Regions from separate parts of the Mus musculus genome. Here region 2 is linked to region 1. The links are chromatin contacts, called in public promoter capture Hi-C maps. All regions are on one chromosome and are shown on one strand. Each heading gives the region's core, a stretch centred on a gene start, on an enhancer-like site or on the middle of the called end of the contact. The rest is flanking DNA. Distances are from core to core; before and after follow the strand shown.

Evidence for each region. Promoter capture Hi-C pulls out the DNA fragments that hold promoters and counts their contacts.
Region 2: a contact with region 1 is called in a promoter capture Hi-C map of hippocampal neurons, with 22 times the contacts expected there. The contact joins the promoter of Lrfn5 here to the enhancer-like site in region 1. A contact is called at or near these places in 4 of 39 promoter capture datasets (cranial neural crest, hippocampal neurons, liver and 1 more), 3 of 484 Hi-C or Micro-C datasets (cerebral cortex and cortical neurons) and 4 of 115 datasets of contacts at active chromatin or transcription factors (SST interneurons, VIP interneurons, embryonic forebrain and 1 more).

The regions. Positions count from the first base shown.
Region 1 is chr12:59,811,507-59,816,843 of GRCm38.p6, forward strand. No RefSeq gene overlaps it. Among named protein-coding and RNA genes, the nearest start is that of Gm22673, 140 kb to the left of the region's middle. Within about 2 kb of position 3,040, at least 6 of the 459 cell types and tissues checked have an H3K27ac peak or open chromatin away from gene starts, as enhancers often do. A contact at or near this core is called in VIP interneurons and hippocampal neurons, where this site is marked.
Region 2 is chr12:61,520,158-61,525,494 of GRCm38.p6, forward strand. It overlaps Lrfn5 (leucine rich repeat and fibronectin type III domain containing 5), which reads left to right and starts at 3,010. Exons shown (of 6, transcript NM_001310586.1): 1 at 3,010-4,673. It overlaps Gm20063 (predicted gene, 20063), which reads right to left and starts at 1,663. Exons shown (of 3, transcript NR_045049.1): 1 at 801-1,663.

The sequences.
Region 1 (5,337 bases), core at 1,790-4,289:
TCTGTGCTGCAGTGTGGCTGTGAATGCCCTAGTGGGTCTACTCAGTATTTCTGTTGTTAGTTTGATAGTGGATCCTACTGCCACCAAAGACAAGGCTCCAGAGGGAGTTCTCATTGAACATCCATACAGCTTCCTCTTGAACAAGGGATTCTAGCCCTATCTTTCTCTTAGCTATCTTGCTATCTCATACATAGCCCCTAGTTTCATAGATTTAGGACCACAGTAAATGACTTAATAAATCATGAAAAGTGCAACTGCTTCTCACACCCGGTTGTAGAAAACACTTTAGGTGCCACCAGCATTCCATCCCTAACTGGAGGCTGAGTCTAATGTCCTCTGTGGCAACATGAAGATCAGCGCCAATTAATGCAGTATCAAAAAGCAGCTTCCCTTGTGCTTTGAATTTTCCTTATATGGCAGGAAATTATATAGTAGGTTGGTATTTAGAATTTGCTGGGATATTTTGTTTTAGCAATCGTGGAGACAAGATGGTTAGCAACGCAGTGGGTGGTTGACGGGTTTGTTCTTAGCTGAAACTATTCCTACAGCAATGATAGCACATTCAATTGGACTCTGGATCCAAGAGGGCCATAATAATAGTGCCAGGGTCTGGCTGAACATTAGACTCATCCGGAAGCTTTAAAAATTTGACTCTTGGAGTCTACCAAGCAAATAAATTATAATTTGTGGGTATCTAATCTCAATGGCAACATTTTGTTTTAATCTTATCTATTTTAAAAATATTGCATTGTATGACATGACATCTTCATGATCTGTGTGGACTAACAGGGAAGCCTAGTGACGATGGATGAACACCTATCAGTCCACTGGATCCTTCTGTTTATAGGAGCATCTCCTACTACTGCCCTGACTTGTATTAGCTGAGGTAGTAGAGAAAAGAACTATGTTTCTTAGATTCCAGGTAGTCAAGGCAGAGTGGAGGTTGAGTCCCATAGCCTAGTATGAGGATATGTTAATAGTTGTTTTATAGTTAAAACTCCTCAGTTCTACGGAGTTAACTGCATGAGCCATCTGGGGGCCTCTTAAAGGCCTGAGGCCAATTTTTAGATGATGAATTTTATTTCTAAATGTATTTTTATGTATTATTATTACTTTTCTATAAAATATATTTTAAAAATCATGTTTTGATAGAAGAGTTCATTTGATGCCTTTAACCTGGTCCAATTTTCCCGTCCATACCTTTTATAAAGAAGCTGCTGATACTGGATAATCTTTGTTTGGACAGCCATGTGGCAGTCTGTGTTATGACATAACCTATACTATCTTGAACAGTCTTAAGATGAGGCCCCCAACACATATACAGCAGAGGACTGCCGGGTGTGGGTTCAGTGAGAGATGATGCACCTAACCCTCAAGAGACTGGAGGTCCCAGGGAGTTTAGAGGTCTCTTAGGGTGAGGGGTTGGGAGTGTGAGAACATTTTCATGGAGATAGGGGGGTGGAAAGAGGTATGGGGTGCATCATGAGGGGAATAAAATCTGGAGTGTAAAAAAAATGATTAAATAAAAAGAAGGAATATAAAGAGAAAAAGAAAGAAAAAAGATCTGCATTCTTCTCCACTCGGGTTACTCTGACAATCAGCTTGATAGGGACCCTAGCTGATGACTTAGAACTGGACAACATAGGCCAGTGCAGGCCACGGGATTCATAGTACTGTTTTAGAAAAGTTACTTGATTTCGTAGTGCTTTCATTCTTGATTTTGAAAACAGGAGTAAGGTTTCAAAGATGCACTGTGAGGACCTGGCGAGCATTACTGACTTCCTGGAATGGTGCTGAGCACACAGTACTCTGGAATGGTGCTGAGCTCACAGTACTACTCTGTGTTGAGTGGAACTACTATTGCTCCAACTCATCTCATTTGTAATGCTGATTATTACAGTGTGTGATTCCAACATCAGAGCTTTCAGTGAAGGAAATATCAGAAAGTAGGGCAATACGTTTAAAAACTAATGATTTTTCAATCAATGTGCTTTGTGGTTGATTTTCTTTCTTTTTTCTATTGGTTATTTTATTTATTTACATTTGAAATGTTATCCCCCTTTCCCAGTTTCCCCTCCACAAGCCCCCTATCCCCTCCTCCTCCTCCTCCTCCTCCTTACCTCTATGAGGGTGCTCCCACACACACCCATCCACTTCTGCTTCAGTGGCCTAGTGTTCTTCTCTCTTGGGTCATCAAGCCTGCACAGGACCAAGGGATGCTTCTCCTAATGATTCCAGATAAGGTAATCCTCTGCTACATATCCAGCTGGAGCCATGGGTATCCCCTGTGTACTCTTTGGTTGGTTGTTTATTTCCTGGTAGCTTTGGGAGGTCTGGTTAGTTGATATTGTTCTTCCTTTGAGGCTGCAAACCCCTTCAGCTCCTACAGTCCTTGCCCTAACTTCCCCATTGGGGTCCCCACACTCAGTCCAGTGTTTGGCTGTGCTCATCTGCATCTGTATTGGTCCATCTCTGGCAGAGCCTCTCAGGGGATAGCTATACCGGCTCCTGTCAGTAAGTACTTCTTGGTATCAGAAATAGTGTCTGGGTTTGGTGGCTGTATATGGTATGGATCCCTAGGTGGGGCAGTCTCTGGATGGCCTTTCCTTCAGTTTCTGCTCCACTTTGTCCCTGCATGGCCTTTTGACAGGAGGAACTCTGGATTTTCTTTTTCTTAAACATGCTTTATTTTCCATAAGTGAACCGGAGTCTTTCCCTAACACCCAAAATTGAAGCAAAAGCATCCAGAAATAAGTCAATGATACAGTGAAATTTATACTAAGAATAGTCACTGGACCGTTAAGAACATGATAGAGTACATGAGTTTCTCTCATTATATGGATTTCTTTATAGAGAAGAAACATGGTCTTTTGCTGTCTTTTCAATCTACCAGCACCGCAACATTGTAACTTCAAAAACATTGTTCCCATGCGGCCCAGTGCATGCTTCTGCGGATTGAACGCGGGCTGCATCCTTTATGGGTTACACTGCCGAGAGCACACACACACACACACACACACATACACGCACACACGACTCCGTTTGCTTCTGTTGCACAGCACTAACGCCCACGCTGCACAAAGTTCCACGAGGCCTTGTGTTCAGCTGTGTATCTTCTGTTGTAATCTTCTGCTCATTAAAAATTAGAAGTAAGAGAAAGAATTGTGCCAATCTCATTCTCAGTCACTCAGGCTCTAGATGTCAGCCACAGTGAAGGAATCGGCCTTTTACTACCTCCTCTCCCTGTCTGTCCTTTACTAGTTCCGATTTTTCATCTCTAGAAGTTTCTGCTGGGGAAAGCAGAGCAATTATTAGAACTGATAGCACATTTACTGGAAGTACAGTCCTAGTGAGACACGATTGTAATCATGGAAATCTGTTTGCTATATGTGAGATGAGAAGCATCTCAGACCTCTACATGGAAACAGCATGGTGGAATAGCCTGAAGCCCAGGACTCACATCATCAAAGCATCTGTACTGTGCATCCTCCCTGCACAGGAAAGCCAACTATTGGGATAAATTAAATTTTCAACAGGGGAAAAAATACTTCCAACAGAAGTATTGATGCTATGTTTTTACTACTCAAAACATCACTGACCATAAAGCCATTTATAATTGTCACCATCAAAGCTACCATAATTTGTTTTCCTGGTACCTGAGGGTTGCTTTAACCCCTTTTGCTTTGGGATTTCATATTCACCCTTTCCCTTTTGCAGAGTGAGCAAAAAAGAACTTGTAAAAGATGCAATATGAGTCATCTTTCCACAAAAGATTTCTCCTGAGTTGGTACTTCTGAGAGCAAATTGCCTTCTTTCTCCTCTGCTCAAAATAAGGGCTGAGGGCTGTTGATTCTGTCTGCTGCTTGGGCTATTGTGCAGATAATCTCGTTCTCCCTCTCTGTTAGTTTAGTGGATGGCAATTATGTATTGTTTCTCTAGGTGCCAATTGTAACTGCCATCTTCTTATCACAGTCCTGGGAGGCAATTGTGTATCCTCTTGCTGCTGAGAAGGGTATATATAATCAGTAATTCTATCTATTACAATGGCAAGTGGGTGGCATCTAGAATACACTCTCATTTTTCAAACTAAAATGATATATATGTTGGATGTCCAGCTGTTAAGTGAACTAGAAACTTAAAAAAAAACCAACCCAATAAAAATGTCAAAAATCAAATGAGATACAGCATTGCTTATTTCAAACATTTCTTTCTGTCACTGACCATAATGAGCTATGTTTGAAATTATTGTGAGACTGTATAGTAAAAAGTAAATTATCATCTAGAATATGATGGGGACAATGCTAAAGATCATGCCTGTAGAACAGCAAACATGGATCATGTTTGTCAAAAACAATTAGAAGCAAAAATTGATTTGTAGCTTTCCACTTTAAGTTGTAAAGTTTTCTAAGGGTGGTGTGGACTGAGCTCAGGTATCTGCAGTTTTGAAAGTGTAGTGCCATGCTGGGGCTGTGCCATTACATTCCAGACTTGCTCTCAATTTAGCCATTTGTTGGTGGCTAGAAATAAGCAATCTGCAACAGGAAATTATAAACATGCCAGATGGTGTGCTGGGAAAATCATTTAACCTCTCTGATTCTGAGCTTTCTAAATTTTATAGCAGGGAAAGGAACCTGTGCCCTGTAGGACTGATTAAATAGAACCTAGCTCAGCTCCACTCTTAAGGTGTAATCAATACAGGCAATCTATCCTGTATCCACAGGGGTCAGAGCCGGGGTGAAATGTGAGACTTTAAAAGGAACACAAAGGTCATCCGTCCCAATTTCTTTATTTCACTCGAAGATCCTAGATGGCCTGAAATGCCGACACATGCTAGCACTTTCTGTACTCCTAGTATGTTGTTGTCTGATGAATTTTCTACAAGCAACCCAGGCTTCCATTGTGTCAATAGCGATGACGTTCAGTGTGAACCGGGTAAATAGTGATGGCTATGGCTCTACCATTTGAGGTGATAAGCAGTAAGCATAATACATAAGAACTTCATAGAACAATAGCATCTGCTTCCTTTCTTTCTTTTTAACAGTGAATGCTGGTTTTATTTTATGATGAACTCCAAAGCCAAAGCAATTGGGGGGTCAGAGGAGCCTCTCTTTAAGAAATTACAAATTAAAACCAATTCAACTAAGAACAGTAATGATAGCCCACTGTAATGAGCACATTTATGCAGTTTTAAGCTTGCCTCTTGTGAGTCCTGTGAGGTCATTCATGCATTTATCCTGGTATTTTAGACTATGAAATTTAGACAGTGAAGCTAAGTACGCTGTAGGTTTAATAAGAAAATGTGATTCGTTAGTCCAGCAACAGAAGACAATCTGAGAA
Region 2 (5,337 bases), core at 1,760-4,259, 1.7 Mb after region 1:
ATGAACTATTGAAAAAGTAACAGCTGTAGAGTTAGCTATTGGATAAGTAGAAAACAAAACAAAACAAAAACCTTATAACCAGTTTACAGATCTCTCTCTCTCTCTCTCTCTCTCTCTCTCTCTCTCTCTCTCTCTCTCTCTCTCCCTCTCTCCCGCCCTCCCTCCCTCCCTCTTTCCCTTTTGCCTCTGTGTGTGTGTGTGTGTGTATGAGTGTGTGTGTGTGTGTGTGTGTGTGTGTGTGTGTGTGTGTGTGTGTGTGTGTTTGCTATACAATAATAAAAAGGTACATTTTGTTAGCTCTGGCACTTATGAAAATCACAATGGACTCTTCTTCAACTTTCTAAAAACAATAAAACATTCATGGAAAATAATGCCCTTTCTCCTCCGTTTTTTTTTCTTTGTTTTGTTTTGTTTTGTTTTTGTTTTTTGTTTTGCAATCTCCAATTAGTTTGCAAAGGACACAAACAACACACACATCAGAATGAAAGATTCTTGCCTTAGTAGGCAATTTCCTAGAGGGAAATGGGGGTATTGGGTGAGCAGAGTGGGGTGAGCACAAACACCTTCCACACAGCTCAGTGAACAGAAGCCTGAAGTTAAATGGCATTTCTGCCTGGGAAGTGTTGCACCTTGAGAGAACACTGAGATGCCCTGCATCACTCCCCAACTTCAGCCAAAAGGTGGTGTCATCTTTCTCACCACTAAACACATTTAAGACAAGGCACCCCAACTGAATTTTGCCTCGTCCCCAACTGTTAGCATCTTCAACTGGCCCAGTTGGCAATGAGTCTTCTTCTTACCTTTGTCCGGGTATAAAATGTAAAGGAAAGAGGAAAAAGAAGGAAAGTTATTCAATCCAGAGAGGCAGAGGTCTTTTGGATTCTGAATCAATATTTGGATATATACTTTGTTCACTTTGGTGAACCACAAATACTTATTTAGGAGACTTAGTTCTTTCAGCTAAGCGGGACAGCAAGTGGGACAGTCCTGAAGGCAAAAGAAGTCACCCTCCACATCCTACTTGGAAGTGCTCATTTGGATCTTCCTGGAGTCCAAGCTGGGGCGATTTCATCACTTGCCCTCAAGTCCACAAAGCTTCCAAGTTTAAAGGGAAGCCAGAAAGCAGCACTTTCTCTTCTGTGCCTTCAGACGTGGCCTCCTCCTTGAGGTGAAGGCTCTACCTTGGGATTTCTTGGAATACTGGGTTATCCACTTCCTTGACTATACACGGGAGAAACACTCACGGTTTTTGTGGAGACTCTCCAGGACTTCATGGTGTCTGCTGAAGTATTTGTCCTCCAGAGTCCTTTTGCAGATTTGTATGGAATCTTACTGGTCAGCACCTGGCTGTTAAGAGAGATGCTTGGATGCTCAAACTCGTTTTCAGTTCTGCAATCTACCGCTGAAGACTTGCACTGGAACCTGGAGCCCCGGCGATGTGGCGGAAATGCTTGGAGACTGCGCGGCGGGAATCGCAGCCCCAGCCAATGCTCCTCCGGAATCAAATAACCAGCAAGTAGATCGCATTGCTAAATCCAGGGGCGAACCACCCAGGGATAAACAGGAGTGGAACCTGGTCGGAAGCAAAGAGAGGAGCCCAGAGAAGGGAAGAGAAAACTGGAGCAGTTACCACTTAAAGTACTCCAGGCTGAGTTCATCTCTCAAAAGGCAGCTGTGTGGGTCTTGATTACGCGTGGGTGCCTGTGCGCGCACTTGGATAGGGCCCGTGGGTGTGCCTGAATATGCACGCCCATGTGAATTCGCAAGGCAAGGGTAAAGCCTCAGGGTCTACTGGGAGCAAAATTCCAGAGCATCCTATTCTGGGAGGAACAGTATGGTGCAAATAGGCAAGGAAGTGCTCCTTGATAGCCAGTATCCCCCTACCCACCCCCCCTCAATTCTTCCATGCAGGTTTGGTTCAGGTTGGTGTTTGAACTTAGAGGGAGGCACAGAAACCAAAAATCAAGTGCTCATCAACTCTATCCTGAAAGGACTAGCTTCAAACCACTCCACATACTGTCTTTAGGGGGTTTCTGTGAGCTTGGCTGGGGTCTGAGACTGGGGATTAACTGAGAACCTGGGAATCTTGGCAGGATTCCAAGAGTAAAGCCAGGGAGGGCCCTACCCAATGTTTCCCCAAGAGGCTCTTTTTTTTTTTTTTTTTTTTTTTTTTTTTTTCCTTTCCTCTGTACCACACCTCTCTCTGGCTCCACATCCTTCCCCCAGTGCAGGTGACCTCGGTGGCCAGGCCTTTCTGAGGACTACTCAGGTCCCATAAAGCTCTGTGCACTAAAATGTGGTTAGCTTCATCACTTCTTCATGCCTGGTACCTACTGGGCAGATTCTGCAAAGTAAATGTTCATTTTGGAATCCGCTTCCATCTGATTCATAAGCAACCCCCCCCCACACACACACACACACACACACTCACACACAGACTAGGGAACACTGGAAGTCGGCCTTCAGTGCCTGGGAGTTTCAGCGAGAAGCTCTTAGGCTGGGATTTTTTCCGCCAGGTTGGAGCTAATCACTTGTCACAGTGCCTAATGACACAGCCTGGCTGGGTGACACCTTTTTTTTTTTTTTAATTTTTATTATTTTTTTTTAAATTTAAATCATTATTCCCTTATTCACAGGTCAGTGGGCGACTAGATCAGGCAGTTCATTTCCAACAGAGGGATGCCCCAGAAGTTAGCTTTCTCCCTTCAGGTTTTCCACCGCTTCCCCTCCCCCCTTCCTGCAACGCCCCCGCGCCTCCTCTGCTTAGGGATTTGTAGGCACGGCGCTAACCCTCTCCTTGCGCCCGCGGAAAATCGGTTCTCTGAACACATCCAGCCCGAAGTCTCAAAGGCCGAGAGCACAGCTGCTACTGCTTGGGGTGTCTCCTGTTTCTAGGGTTCTGGGAGGTGCGGCCGTTCTCGTCACTGCAGCTAGGGACCGGCTCTCGGCCGCGCGCCCGCCGCCGCCGCCGCCGCCGCCGCCTCCATGCTGCAGCGCGGAGCGCAGCTCCTCTGGGCCGGCGTTGCCTGCTCGCACCACGCTGGGGAGCGGCTCTCCCAGGCCTGCCGGGGCGGCGGCTGCCTGCCCGGACTGCAGCTTCCCGCCTTGAGCCTGAGCTGAGGACTCGTCCCAGGGCCTCAGCCAGCGGGAGGGGCGCCCACCGCGCTGTGTGCAGCGGCGCAGGGAGGTGGTGAGCCCGTGCAGAGCAGCCGGAGCTGTGTGTGTGTGTGTGTGTGTGTGTGTGTGTGTGTGTGTGTGTGTGTGTGTGTGTGTGTGTGTTCGCCTGCGAGCTTTTCTTCTTCCCTTGAAGATGTGAGATGTGAATGGCTTCTTAGCTAGCTGGTCCTTAGGATTCTGGACTTTGTGGAGCTGTGGGCACAACGCACCCATGTAATTCATGTTGTGTGGTCGGTTATCTTAGGGGAAAAAAAAAAGGCGCAACTCGACGGGGGTGGGGCAGATCCAGGAAACATTCTGGAAAGGAGAAATAGAAAGAGAGAGGCGTAGAAATGTGAATATTGAAAGACCTGAGAAGACTTTTGGAATCTCCCGGCTGGCCCTTCAGTTTTCCCGGCACTAATCTGGAGGTTTTCCACCTTTTCAAGTCATCTTGGTGTTCCTCTAGTGTTTTGTAAGCCTCTTTTCAGCTAGCTGCGTGTGTGTATGCGTGTGTTTGTGCGCCTGTGTATGTGCGCGCGCCTATCAGATGCATTTGACAGTCTTTTTTCCAACTGCCCAGAAGCAAACGTGTTAACTCAGAGATGCCCCTCCGTGCCCAGGTTCTCGCAGAGCATGGAGGACACCCAGACCGGTTTTCCAGGCTGGATTCTGGGAGGCTGATGGGCTGTGAACCCAGGTGTAAGGATCACTTAATCCAGAGGCTTGGAAAGTGGCTGTATTAACGAGCTTCCAGGTACATCGCAAGGTCAAGAGAGGGACTTGCAGCTGTATTAATTCCCTGCATCTTGACTTTCCTGTTTTGGTCCGAAGAATATGAATGTGTCTGTCCACAACATTTGAAGCCCAAACTTCAGCACTCCGAGCTGGTTTACTGTACAAACAAGGTAATGAGGATTGCTTTTCAAACTGCTTAACGAATCCCCGACGCTTCCACAGCCCTTCCAGGACTCCCTTTCTGCCCAGCGAAATGTCACCAGCTTTTGAATTCCAAGGATTTGGCTGCAGGAGAACTTGAAGGAAACGTGATCAAAGGGCTATGTGAGAACGCGACTGCTCTTTTTGCCGGTAGGCTGGTGGGCTTCCGGACCGGATCTTGAGAAGGACCAGAACTGTTTCTCCCTCCCGGTGCGGTTCTGGGAGTGCTTGTGCAAGTGTGAGTGCGCGCGCGCCCGGCTGAGAATGTGTGAGTGTGTGTGAGCGTGTCTCTGTGTGTGCGCGGCCGCCCTGCTTCTGCCCGCTCCCCGGGCGCGGAGCCACCGGTTTGGGCGATTTGCGCTGATTCCCCACCCAGCGCGACCTGCGAGCAGCGAAGGCAGGGGCAGGAGCCACCTCTCTGACTCCCTAGGATGCGGGTGCTGAGCTATGGCAAAGGGCAGCGAAGTGATGAGCTAGACCCCAGTACGACTGTGAAAGCCACCTGGAGCCACCTTGCCTGGATCTTACCTGCCGGCAGAAAGTCTTCCTATGACCGTCTTTCCCCCTAGAGGCACCAGGTAACAATGAAGGACTACTTGCCTCACCCACTTTCCTTAAGGTCTTGTTTCTAGCATCTTATCTGCATTGCAGGCTACTTTACTTATTAATGTTTTGAAAATCATTAGAAAGGGCTGGGTATCCAAGAGCGCTTGCTCAGTGACGGGGTATGCAGTTTCTGGTATATAAAATGTAAGTCTATATCTGGACACTTATTGTGGTAGCGAAATCTATCTGTCTGTCTATCTATCTATCTATCTATCTATCTATCTATCTATCTATCCATCCATGAATACATCAAGCCTGAGGATAGTTTTTGAAAAGGGCCAGGCTTGTTGAACCTGTCTGAAGGTGCCAGAGATGAACGGTTCATGTTTCCTTCAGGCTATGGTTGCTGCGGACCATTTGGTAGCCAACCCTCCAGATACTGAAGTGAGATCCGGTGTTTGTTTCCCCGCCCCCCACATCTATCAAAGATCTTTTATTTTTTCTCCCCAAAACCCCTTAACCTCTGTACCAAGGTTCTCTTGATGTGCAGGATCTTCCCAGATCCTTTCAGTAGTTGTGAATTAAGAATCTCGAGACTTTGATGTGAAATGGAGTTTTCTTGGGACTTGCTTAGGATGAAAAGGAATTCATTGTCGAGTGTGCGTGTGTGTGTGTGTGTGTGTGTGTGTGTGTGTG